4 separate regions of the Mus musculus genome follow, and regions 1, 3 and 4 are each linked to region 2. The links are chromatin contacts, called in public promoter capture Hi-C maps. All regions are on one chromosome and are shown on one strand. Each heading gives the region's core, a stretch centred on a gene start, on an enhancer-like site or on the middle of the called end of the contact. The rest is flanking DNA. Distances are from core to core; before and after follow the strand shown. Region 1 holds the start of Mccc2 (methylcrotonoyl-Coenzyme A carboxylase 2 (beta)). Region 2 holds the start of Nsa2 (NSA2 ribosome biogenesis homolog). Region 3 holds the start of Tbca (tubulin cofactor A). Region 4 holds the start of Bdp1 (B double prime 1, subunit of RNA polymerase III transcription initiation factor IIIB).

What was found. Promoter capture Hi-C pulls out the DNA fragments that hold promoters and counts their contacts. Capture Hi-C pulls out chosen DNA fragments and counts their contacts.
Region 1: a contact with region 2 is called in a promoter capture Hi-C map of pre-B cells, with 5 times the contacts expected there. The contact joins the promoter of Mccc2 here to the promoter of Nsa2 in region 2. A contact is called at or near these places in 3 of 39 promoter capture datasets (hippocampal neurons, liver and pre-B cells), 1 of 115 datasets of contacts at active chromatin or transcription factors (astrocytes) and 1 of 9 other capture datasets (adipose tissue).
Region 3: a contact with region 2 is called in a promoter capture Hi-C map of pre-B cells, with 2.5 times the contacts expected there. The contact joins the promoter of Tbca here to the promoter of Nsa2 in region 2. A contact is called at or near these places in 1 of 39 promoter capture datasets (pre-B cells) and 1 of 484 Hi-C or Micro-C datasets (CD4 T cells).
Region 4: a promoter capture Hi-C map of adipose tissue shows a contact between it and region 2, with 6 times the contacts expected there. The contact joins the promoter of Bdp1 here to the promoter of Nsa2 in region 2. A contact is called at or near these places in 4 of 39 promoter capture datasets (erythroid cells, hippocampal neurons and liver) and 1 of 9 other capture datasets (adipose tissue).

Annotation. Positions count from the first base shown.
Region 1 is chr13:100,014,323-100,017,022 of GRCm38.p6, reverse strand. It overlaps Mccc2 (methylcrotonoyl-Coenzyme A carboxylase 2 (beta)), which reads left to right and starts at 1,384. Exons shown (of 17, transcript NM_030026.2): 1 at 1,384-1,637. The coding sequence starts at 1,509.
Region 2 is chr13:97,136,598-97,139,297 of GRCm38.p6, reverse strand. Nsa2 (NSA2 ribosome biogenesis homolog) reads left to right here and starts at 1,372. Exons shown (of 6, transcript NM_021552.5): 1 at 1,372-1,543. The coding sequence starts at 1,541. It overlaps Gfm2 (G elongation factor, mitochondrial 2), which reads right to left and starts at 1,361. Exons shown (of 21, transcript NM_177266.5): 1 at 1,239-1,361.
Region 3 is chr13:94,787,507-94,790,206 of GRCm38.p6, reverse strand. It overlaps Tbca (tubulin cofactor A), which reads right to left and starts at 1,287. Exons shown (of 4, transcript NM_009321.3): 1 at 1,205-1,287. The coding sequence starts at 1,257.
Region 4 is chr13:100,102,703-100,105,402 of GRCm38.p6, reverse strand. It overlaps Bdp1 (B double prime 1, subunit of RNA polymerase III transcription initiation factor IIIB), which reads left to right and starts at 1,333. Exons shown (of 39, transcript NM_001081061.1): 1 at 1,333-1,776. The coding sequence starts at 1,565.

The DNA.
Region 1 (2,700 bases), core at 135-2,634, 2.9 Mb before region 2:
ATTATTTTCTTTTAGCCTCGTTGCCAGGAATAAATGTTTCGTTCAGCTCAAATGCTCTGCTTTGGTTTGTTTTCTTTTACATTTCTTGGATGCCATGTGAATCTTTAAGTTATTTTCCACATTACAAGATCTTATTTGGGGTCGGCTTGTAGCAAGATAGAATGCTTATGTCATGGTGAACTCACTTTGATTTGACTTAGGCCTTCGTTTTTCTTAGATTTTAAAAAAGCTGGCCATTTCTGGAGCTAGGGAGGGCTCAGTGGGTAAAAGCACTGGGTTGAGCAGGGGCAGAAGGATCAGAGGTTTCTAGCTGCACACCTCGCTGCAAGTTCAGTGAGAGACTTGGTTTCAAAGGAATAAGGCAGAGTAATGGCTTGATACTGACATTCTCCAGCTTCCATGTGTCCATGTGTGCTTCTGTACACACACCGTACCCACGTCTGTACACACAAAGTGCCACTCCTTCTAAATTAGCACCATTTAATATAGTAGGCATGTTTCACCTACTCTCTCTCTCCTCTGTGTGCATGTGCGCGCGCGCACACACACACACACCTAGAGCCTTTTGCATTCTAGGCAAGCGTTCTACCACTCAGCCCAACACTATTTGTATGATGACATTGTCTTCAAGATTCATGTTAAAACAGTTGGTTTCAGACAATGTCTCATTTTGTTGCCCACCCTAGCCTCTAAATTCTTCACTTAGTAGTCTGTGGACTCTTCACTTAGTAAGCTACAGAAACTTTGACAAGCCTTCTATCAATTGGTTTACCATAGTTTTCTGTGGGTCGGGCTTCTTTCTTGAAGCTGCAGAGTGGTAGAGTCTATGGTCCCCAAGGGAGACAGAGCGACCAAGCCTGGCTCCCATCTTAGTTATGTGTTTCTACCCAATCTGGCTTTTATTCGGGTGCTATTCTCCTACAGCATCTTTCCTCCTAGGGCACAGCCGACCCTCTCCTTAGCCTGTTCATCTTTCTGATGCTCCTGGCGCTTTTACTTTGCTCATGCTGTAGTAACACGTAAGCATTCAATAAAGTGTGCGAGTCAAAACAAAACAAAACAACACTAAGGCACTTCGCAGAGTGTTTTTAATCCTTATTGGTGTGAAGATCCCAGTACTGATGTCTACAATCTGTCACATTCTAAAAATGATCAGGTGTGCTGAAGCTCTGCAGTACATGGGCTAGAGGCGGGTGCATGCTTGTGACAAACGCTTCGGCAGGACAGCAGCCACTTATCTGTTCGCTCTACTCGGCCCAGTGTTCCTGGGCTCGCGATGGAACCTGGACTCGCGCAGCTGCTCTTCTGCGCCTCATTGGCGGAGTAGAGAGGCGTGGCGCGCAGCGCCGACCAATTGGAGGTGGTCTGCGATGGCACGTGTGCGGGGCTGGCCTGGGAGCTGATGGACCAGGGCTGGTGCTGCAAGGACTCTGGAGGAGCAGCCCCCAGGAGCTGCAGAACCGAGCTGCAGGGCCGCTCTCTTTCTCTTTTGGGTGTTTGCCATCGCCATGTGGGGCGCGCTGAGGTCAGCTCTGCGACCGTGCTGTCGGGCTGCTGTACCCCCGCAGCGTGCCTATCACGGGGACTCAGTGGCCCGACTGGGCACCCAGCCTGACTCGGCCTCCTCCACCTACCAGGTAGGTTGAGCGAGCGTCCTGGAGGCCTGTTCGCCTTCCTGCCCCGGAGTCATCGGAGGCCAGAGGGTGGGCATGCTTGGATCTCTGCTGTTCTTTCCTTTGCAGCTTCAGGCGTCATTCTGGGACTCAGTAGGGTCCTGTGAAGTTTGCAGAAGGAAGTCGTTCCAGTGAGATTTTAGTTCACTTTTAGGACTGGTACTGGCATTTTGTGTCACTCAAATCAGTGGTTCTCAAAACCCCACAAAGCATTGTCGCTTGGACAACTTACAAATGCCCGAGACCGGTTTGGCAACTTTGTAATCACGAAGTTGTGGTCCTCGTGTTTGCATGGCTGGGTATATTCTTTAGCGGTCTTGTGGCAGCCACCTTTAGGAACTACCATAGCACGATAGTTTACACTCTTCCGCTTAATAGTTATATTAACAATACACAGCTCACAATGTCTTTACATAGCTTTTCTTGGGACTGAGTGGCTTCCCCTGGCCAAAGAAGCAACTCATAATTTGTGAAGTATCAAAGCTGGAACATTTAAATCTGTTTCATGGCCTCTACAGATAACGTCTGAATTATTCATAGAACCAGCAGTTATTTGCCAGGGAAGAAGTTAACTTAGTTAAGCACTAAGTTGTTTGTGCGGTATTTTAAGTATTTGGCCTGGATGTGTAGGAATGAAAGTCATTTGGGGCTGGGAAACGTTAACTAGAAATCAGATAGCTGTGCGGCTGTGTGGTAAGAGGTGTCCTAGCCCTGAAGGGCTGAAGGCACCTAGAGCACACAGAGCAGAAGCAGGTGGATCTTTGTGAGGTTCGGTCCACCTTGATCAACAAAGCCAGTTCCTGGACAGCCAAAGTTACAAAATAACTTCTCAAAAAAACTACCACCACCACTACAACAAAATACAACTACTATATACTAATTGTACAAAGTAATAAATACACTTCACTATATGTACATACATGACTCTCTTATCTCCTCTCCACTCTTTTGCTGTCTCCTTTTCTCTTTCCAAGTAGTCCTTATACTTTCATGTCCCTAAATTGTACATCTAACCTAGATTCTGCAT
Region 2 (2,700 bases), core at 123-2,622:
ATACTCTAGCTTGAGAAATTGCGTAATTTACTGCACCTGAAAATACACGAATGCTAATCAGCGCTAGCTCTGATTTAAACAAACAAACAAACAAAAACATTATACTATGGGGACTTAAATGATAGTTTGAAGCCCAGCGGTTGTGGTGCACATCTTTAATTTCAGCACTCTGGAGGCAGAGGCAGGCGGACCTTTGTTGAGTTTGAGGCCAGTCTTGTTTGCGAAGCAAGTTCCAGGACAGCCAGCTCTACACAGGGAAACACTATCTCGAAAACATCAAAAAAGGAAGGGATGTTTAAAAAAAAAAAAAAAAGCAACAGCTTGACTCCAAGTGCTAGGGCTTCTTGAGATGTACTTTTCAATTTTGGTAGTTCCAAATTGGAGCTAGTGAACTTCTGTGACTACAGTACAAGGATAAAACTGGGGACTGACGAGATGGCTCAGAGGTTAAGTTTGGCTGCCCTTCTAGAGGACCAGGTTCAATTCCCAGCAACCACTAGCCCCCCCAACCATCTTTTATGATTCAACACCCTGTTCTGGCCTCGGAGGGCACCAGGTACGCACTACACATTTAAAAAAAAAAATAATAAGGGCTGGTGAGATGGCTCAGTGGGTAAGAGCACCCGACTGCTCTTCCGAAGGTCAGGAGTTCAAATCCCAGCAACCACATGGTGGCTCACAACCATCCGATCACGATATCTGACTCCCTCTTCTGGAGTGTCTGAAGACAGCTACAGTGTACTTACATATAATAAATAAATAAATCTTAAAAAAAAAATAATAATAATAAGGTGGAAAAACCACACAGATTTCTAAAAGGTAAAAACTGCCCTTAATTACACAGGATTTCTCAAGAGCTTAGGGGGAAAGTCCTGGGCGTCCACAAAAACCAAGTACCTTTTGCTTTCCTGGCCTGGCCAGTAGTTTTATTTTCCATATAACATATCTCAACCAATTGTGCATCCGCTAGCAACAGGAGAGACAGAAACAGACTAACAAATCAGTCGCCCTCCATAATGGATGAAGCAACACGTCCGTGACCCGGCAGACGGGGCCCGGAGGCCGGGGAGTGCTCGTCTGGAACCCGCTGTCAGTAGCAGCTACGAGGTCAGCAGTGGCAGACCAGCAAGACCGCGGCACGCACAGGGCGCCTGGCTGGTTCTGCTAGTGTCCGCCGGGGAGTAAGAGAGGAACCGGCAACACGGTACCACATCCCACCACCTCAGACACCCTCATACCCGCAGAAGGAACCCGCGGATCTCCCAGCTTACAAAAGCTCCATAAGCACCTTCCGCCCTCTAAGCAGTTCCGGTGGCGTCTCAGCTAAAATTCTCCTGCTGTCAATTTCCGCCCATCTGCCTAGGAACGGAAAGACGTCACGGAACTGCTGTGCGGCGCTTGCGCTCCACTCGGCCTTCTTAAAGGACTACCCTTTCCCGTCCTGGGCTGAACGAGGCAGGCTCGTGGACCAGTGACATCCAGAAATTAAGAGTTTTTTGAGACCCGGGAGGTCGCGGACCGGTGCTCCGCGGCTGTCATCATGGTAAGGAGGCCTCCTCGGACGCGGGCGACGAAGGGCCTGGGGTTAGCGTGGTTGGGCTGTCGGGGAGAGAGGACCGTGGTAGGCGGAACTGAGATGCCTTGGCGTGAGATGCAGCTTCTGGACCCGGAACACAAATCTTGGGATGAGACAAGAGTTCACTATAAAAGTCCTGATCTTGCTACCGTGGCGTCAGTGCCAACCTAATGGAATGCAGTTGAGACTTGTGATAATAACTTTATAGTCGCATCACACCGTTTTAATGCTCAGTATACTATATTCTTTGCAAAAAGCCAAACAGCGAATGAGTTGCGGAACAAAACATTCTCTTTATATATGAATTACCAGACCTGCCATTCTCATTATACTGGATGTTTCTCTTCAAAGTGGAATGCCATAAACCTTCTTTGTAGTTGCTGCAAAGTTTATGTGATAGCAGTTGAAAACAACACCCATAAGGGTTTTGTTACCTAGTTTTAATCTCTGAGCTGGGTTTTGTGCCTGTTTGTTTATTAGGTTGGTTGGTTTTGAGGGTTCAAATCTAACTAGATGCTGACTACAGTTTCATTGTTAACAATGAAACAATTTAAAACACAAATGGGATCCCATATAGTACTGACAACATGCAAAATAATACACCAACTTTGGAAGATAACACAGCAGTAGACAGTTTCCAAGCAAAGGTCTGAATTCATCTATATTTATTACAACTTTATTCCTAATCACCAATGGAAAAAAATGAACAGTCCAGATATACATCATATGGTAAATGGATAAAGAAATGAGTTTATATCCACACACTGGGATATGGCCAAGTGCTATAAAGTACTTAAGAGCTGGTAGACATAAATGGATATATTCTAGTTAAAAAAAGCCAGATGCAAAAGGATGTGTGTCCTGTAGATTCTACTCACTGGGCAGAGTAAACCATACAAATATAAGGTTGAAGATGGGAAAAGAAGACCTTAGAGTAGCACAAAGGAACATTCTGGGGTGGAAAAATCAATATGCCATCTTGAATATAATGGATACAGAAATTTATGATTGGGCAGGAATTACAACTACACACCCACAACTAAAATTGGCAAATCTTGTTTTATGTAAATTGTGTTTTAGAAAAATAACATTCTTTTTTTTTTTTTTTTTTTTTGGTTTTTCGA
Region 3 (2,700 bases), core at 38-2,537, 2.3 Mb after region 2:
CTGCTACTAACCTGAAGTGTGACTTCAGCCACATTCTGAAAACTGCACTCATAAACATGTACTGAGCAAAACCTATATGGTGTATCTTATTTATTTGAATCACACTGTATCAAAAATGTAGCAGGTATTTCTTCCAAAAACTGAATTCAGGGAGAATTTGGACTCTATCTTCCAAATTCAGTAAGAAGAGGCACAGTACAACGATGAAATATGTTCCAGAATACATAAAACCAGATTTGAAGTCAGGCACAATTCAGAACCGACTGTCTATCCCCCCCACCTTCACCCCCGCCCCGCCCCCCTACCATACCCTAGCTGCCTTTGTAATAAAAGCTTCCAAAGTACCGTTCGAAGTACTAAAACTCGGGCAGTATCTCTAAAAGTGATTCTCTCCTCTATGGGTTGACCTCCCTCTGATGGAATATCAATAAACGGTGGAGAGATGGAGCAACAGGAAAAAAAGCTATTTCCCCTGCAGAACGATCTGCTTCGTAAGGAGGCTGTGTATCTTTTCCCTTGGAATGTTTCGGTATGATCAGCTTGGGTCTGAACAAAACTAGTTCTAATGAGCACTGCAATATGTACAGTCGGGAGTCAAGGCAAGTCACAAGACTGGCCTGGCCTATTCCTGGGAGGCAGCAGCCCACAGCTCCGGGGCGAGCTTCGGGGAAGAAGTTTGCAGAGGTGCTCACGTTCAAGCCCCAGTTCCCAAACTCTGGAAGTGAGCCATGTCAGAGGCCAGGGCCCCGCCATTGTGTATTCTGAGTGAGGCCCATGATCTCAGCGTCCCTTAAACTTGAGCGCTGTCCAGTCCACCTGAGGCCAGGCCAGGGCGGACTCCGCCTCCCTACTGCAAAGTTCAGGGAGCCGGCGCCCCGCACGCACAGGCCGAGGCCCTCCAGGCACAGGTCGCCCTCCTCTTCCTCCTCCTCCCGGCCTACGAGCGCGGAGGACGCCTCCGAGCCTCGCACGGAAGGCGGCCAGGCCAGCGCCGAGGTCGCGCCGAGCCCTGCACGGAGGGCGGCAGGGCCAGCGCCGAGGGCGGCTCCCTGCCAGCGCCAGCCTAGGCGTGTGCGGGCCCCTCGCATCCCGCCCGCCGAGGCCTGGAAGCCGCGCCCGCATCGGGCCTACGCTCCGCCCGGCTTCCCCGGCGGTGAGAAGGGAAGAGCGAGCGTCAGCCGCGGAGCCGCCGGCCGTTCCTTACCGCCTCACTACTCCGGTCTTGATCTTGATCTGCCTCACGCGAGGATCGGCCATGGTCCCTAAGGCGCCGCAGGAAGGAGAGGCGGGGCTGCGCGGCGCGCCGGCGCAGAAGGGGCGGTGGAGTGGGCGTGGAGCCCAGAGTGCGCGCATGCGTACCTGGAGAGCCCGACCCCGCCTCGCCTCCCGACTCTTACCTGGAATCCTTGCATCTAGACTGCTGGTACCTAGAGCTGGAGACTCTCAAAGCCCTATACCAGCTGCTTCTCCCTGGTGCTTGGACAGGATTTGTACACAAGCTGCACTTTTATTTTCTCAGTCTCCATAGCCTGAGTTAAGAAACTTTCTGTTCCTGAGAAAGTGAACAGGATTAGCTGCTTAATGGACAGTGTGACTTAGAAACTATTAACAAGGATAATTTTTGTTTTCACTGTCTGTTGTCAAATGGAGAAAGAGATCTGTGTTTGATGAAATAAAATACCATAATGCAGACAGTCAAAAGAAATTTTTAATTTTAATTTAATTTTTTTTTTTACATTCCAATCCATGCCCCCTCTTCCGGTTCCCTTTCTCCATATAGTCCCTTCCCTTTCCAGAGTGTTACTTATGTAAATTGTCTTGTGATGTTTGAGTTTATGGAGAGAGGACTCTGGGAGTAAGGAGGTTCCTCTTGTCCTAAATTTTAGCAAGTTTGTTTCAAGTGTCCAGCAAGACTCCCCGTCCTGAGACATGCTGGCCCCCTACCCCTGAGACAGGGAGAAAACAGTACAGCATTGCACCTTCTTGGCCTAGAGGGGAGCAGCCCTTTCCTCCTAGCCTGATGGCCTGAGACCAATCTGCAGGACTCAAAAGTGGTAGAGTGTAAGAACCAGCTCTCGCAAGTTGTCCTTTGACCTCTGCAAGTTCACTGTGGCTTGCAAATATACACAGAAGTGTATGAAATAAACGCTTGGTTTTTGTTTTTTAAGTTGTGTAAAAGTATGCCTACACTGGCAACAAAATGGCAGAATCCCATCCACAGAGAGAATCTCTGACTGGGGGACTCCGAGGGACTTCTCCAGTGCTTTGTGCAGGGTGTTGTAAGAACCTGTTTCGATGGTGTCATCTATCCGCTCCCTGCTATTTATTTGTTCATCTCCTTTTTCTTGCTACACACTTAATGGACTCAGTCATTTGAGAGCAAATGACTAGCCACCTATCTCACATGTGGAGTTCTATCCTTTAGCGAACACAGGACCCCGGCACTCAACCTCCTTGAAGAGCCCTAAGAAATAATGCCCACGTCACGTGACAGGTGTATAGAGGGTGGCATTCAGCACAATGCCTAAACACAGCAGACATGGGACAACTTTTGACTCCACCATATTTTCCAAGATACAATTTGCATAGAACAAGGCACCCTGAACTGTGTTCTAGAGTCTCTTCCTGTTGAAGCACCCCTACAACCCCCAAGGAATTGAGGCATGGCCTCCATTGCGTCCTCATTTCTTGGTTCTGTTC
Region 4 (2,700 bases), core at 84-2,583, 3.0 Mb before region 2:
CCTTGAAATCTCATCATATTTAATATATTCTTGTTGATCTTGTTCATTTATTTTGTATTTTCTCCTCTGTAACATACAATGTCTTATTTATTGCTCCGTTGATATCTCTGGAAGCAATAAATTTTGCAACATTCGTGTGCAAAATGTGGAGTATAATCATTTTTGACAGTTTTTATTTTAAAGTGTACAAAAGCCCATATAGTGGATGTCCTGTGAAGTGTTTCATGGCTTCTCTTTGCGATTTCCTCACACAGAATTTCAACCTTTTTTTTTACTCAATTAAAAATTTCTTGGCGGAGGTTGGGGGTTGGACAGATGGCTCAGTAGATCCATTTCCTGCTCTTCCAGTAGGTCCTAGTTTTGGTTCCCAGCACCAGCATCAGGAGTCTGATAACTACCTGTAACTTTTCAGTCTCCCGCAAACTCGCTCTCTCCATACTCATAGTTAAAACTTTTTTTTTTCCTAGCAGGGTATGGTAGCCTATACATACCTGTAATCTCAACATTGAGCCCGTGCAGGCAGGAGGATCAAGAGTTGAAGGGCAGCCTTAGCTATAAGAGGCCCTGTCTCAAAAACCCTAAAACAAACAGGTTCTATGCTCTGGGGATGCACTGGTGCTAAGGCACTACTCTCATACTATTTTATCTTATTGTAATTTTGAGGTAAGTCTTGTCAGATAGTCCAGGGCTCGGAACTTGTGACCTCTTTATTTCGGTTTCTCCAGTGCTGGGATTGCAGGCACGCACCACCATGCTCTGCATTCTTGCACACTTTGACTCTTCTCGAAAACTCCTTAATAGTTCATAAAAGATTCAGTTAAGTAGGTTGGGGATGGACGTTCCATGGCAGTGTGCATGCCGAGAATGCAGGGTTTGTGAGGGATCCTGGGTTCAAACCCTAGCACCACTGGCGAGAAATTAAAAGTTTGAGCCGGGCAGGCAGGGGTGGCGCACGCTTTTAATCCCAGCACTTGGGAGGCAGAGGTAGGCAGATTTCTGAGTTCGAGGCCAGCCTGGTCGACAGAGTGAGTTCCAGGACAGCCAGGGCTACACAGAGAAACCCTGTCTCGAAACGGCCCCCCCCCCAAAAAAAAAAAAAAAAAAGTTTGACCTGGAGGATTCAGCTGCTTCCGCTCTCTCTTTTCAACAACTCCCAAGGTCTTACAAAGGAAAGAATATCTGTCTTCGAATCAAAAAAAAAAAAAAAAAAAAAAATCTCTGGTTTACAGGTAACCGAAGCTACAGAGCGTTGCAGTTGCTATGGCTCCCGGCGCCCGGAGTCTGACGTCATCGTCGGCGCCGAATGATTACGCATTGCTTCCGGCGCCTTTCGCGAGCCGGGACGCGGGGAGGAGAAACTTAGCTTTTAGTGTGGCAGGGTCATGAAGAGGAGGCGGTGGCGGGAGAGCGGAGGAGGCGGAGGGGGCGCAAAACTGCGGTAGCCAGCGCTGGACTGGTGGTTGTGGACGTGTGGGAGGGTGAGAGTGTCAGCCTGCGGGCAGCGGCCGGGGCTCTGGGCTGAGCGCGGCCGCGGAGCCGCCGCTCTCGGCCCCCTGGCTCCGCCATGTTCCGCAGGGCACGCCTTAGCGTGAAGCCAAATGTCAGGCCTGGTGTAGGGACCAGGGGCTCCGCCGCTCCCAATCCCCAGCGTGGACCAGAGGCTCCCAGGCCTCCGGAGCCTGCCACCGAGTCAGCTCCGAAGCCAGCGGAGCCCACAGATGTGCCTGCAGTGGATTCCGGGGGAGCAGAACCCCAGGAACAGGCTCCCGGGAGCAGGTAAGGTCTTCTATCAAGCTGAGCTGTTGGATTTTTACCACGGAGCACCTCTCCTGCAACAAGCTTTTGATTTGAGCTGGATGAAACCACTTCTAGTTGTAGTTTTATTCCGTGATCTGAGGGTGCGACTACTATGACTCTGTCACGATCTTAAGATTCCCGAGGAGACAGTGTCTTGCCTTATCTTACAGAGATGGGAATCCAGGCTTAAGGATTTTGAAGTCAAGAATGTAGACGCACCATCACTTGGAAATTTAATTAATTGTCCTGGAGTACTTTACACTGAAAGCACTTTGGGATTTTCATTTTGTGGATATTTATTTTTGAAAGGAGAGCACCAGTGCTGATTTTTTTTCCTCCCTCCACGCGGTGATGCGGTTGAACCCAAGGCCTCATGGAGTGTTAGGTAAACGCCCTGCCCCTGAGTCAAAGGGAAGAGGCTTAGGTTACTTATTTTGGTTCGAGTGCATACTTCTTTATTGTAACTACGTTTCCTGAATCAAGACGCCTGGCTTTAGTGACAAATACCACATTTGAATTTAGGACGCTCCTACTTAGCTTAGCAAGTTTAAGTAGGTTGTTCTCAGAGAAAATTTGTTCCTGGTGTCAAGTTAGTACCTCCTTTAGGACAATATTGTGAGATCAGATAGGATTACATAAACTGCCTTACATGCCACATGGTAGAATAGTTCCCCCAAATTTACTAAAAAAAAAAATTTGATTACTTTCAAAAAAAGGTGATGAGACCGAGTATGGTGTCACAACTTTAGTCCTAGCAATAGGGAGGCAGAGGCCACCCTGCTTTAGGACAGTCAGCCCCATAGTGAGAACCCGTCTCAAAAAACAAAACAGTGGAGAAAGGTGATGGTACAAATTAAATATGTGACGGGTTAATATGGTGACTGTAGTGTTTTATAATATACA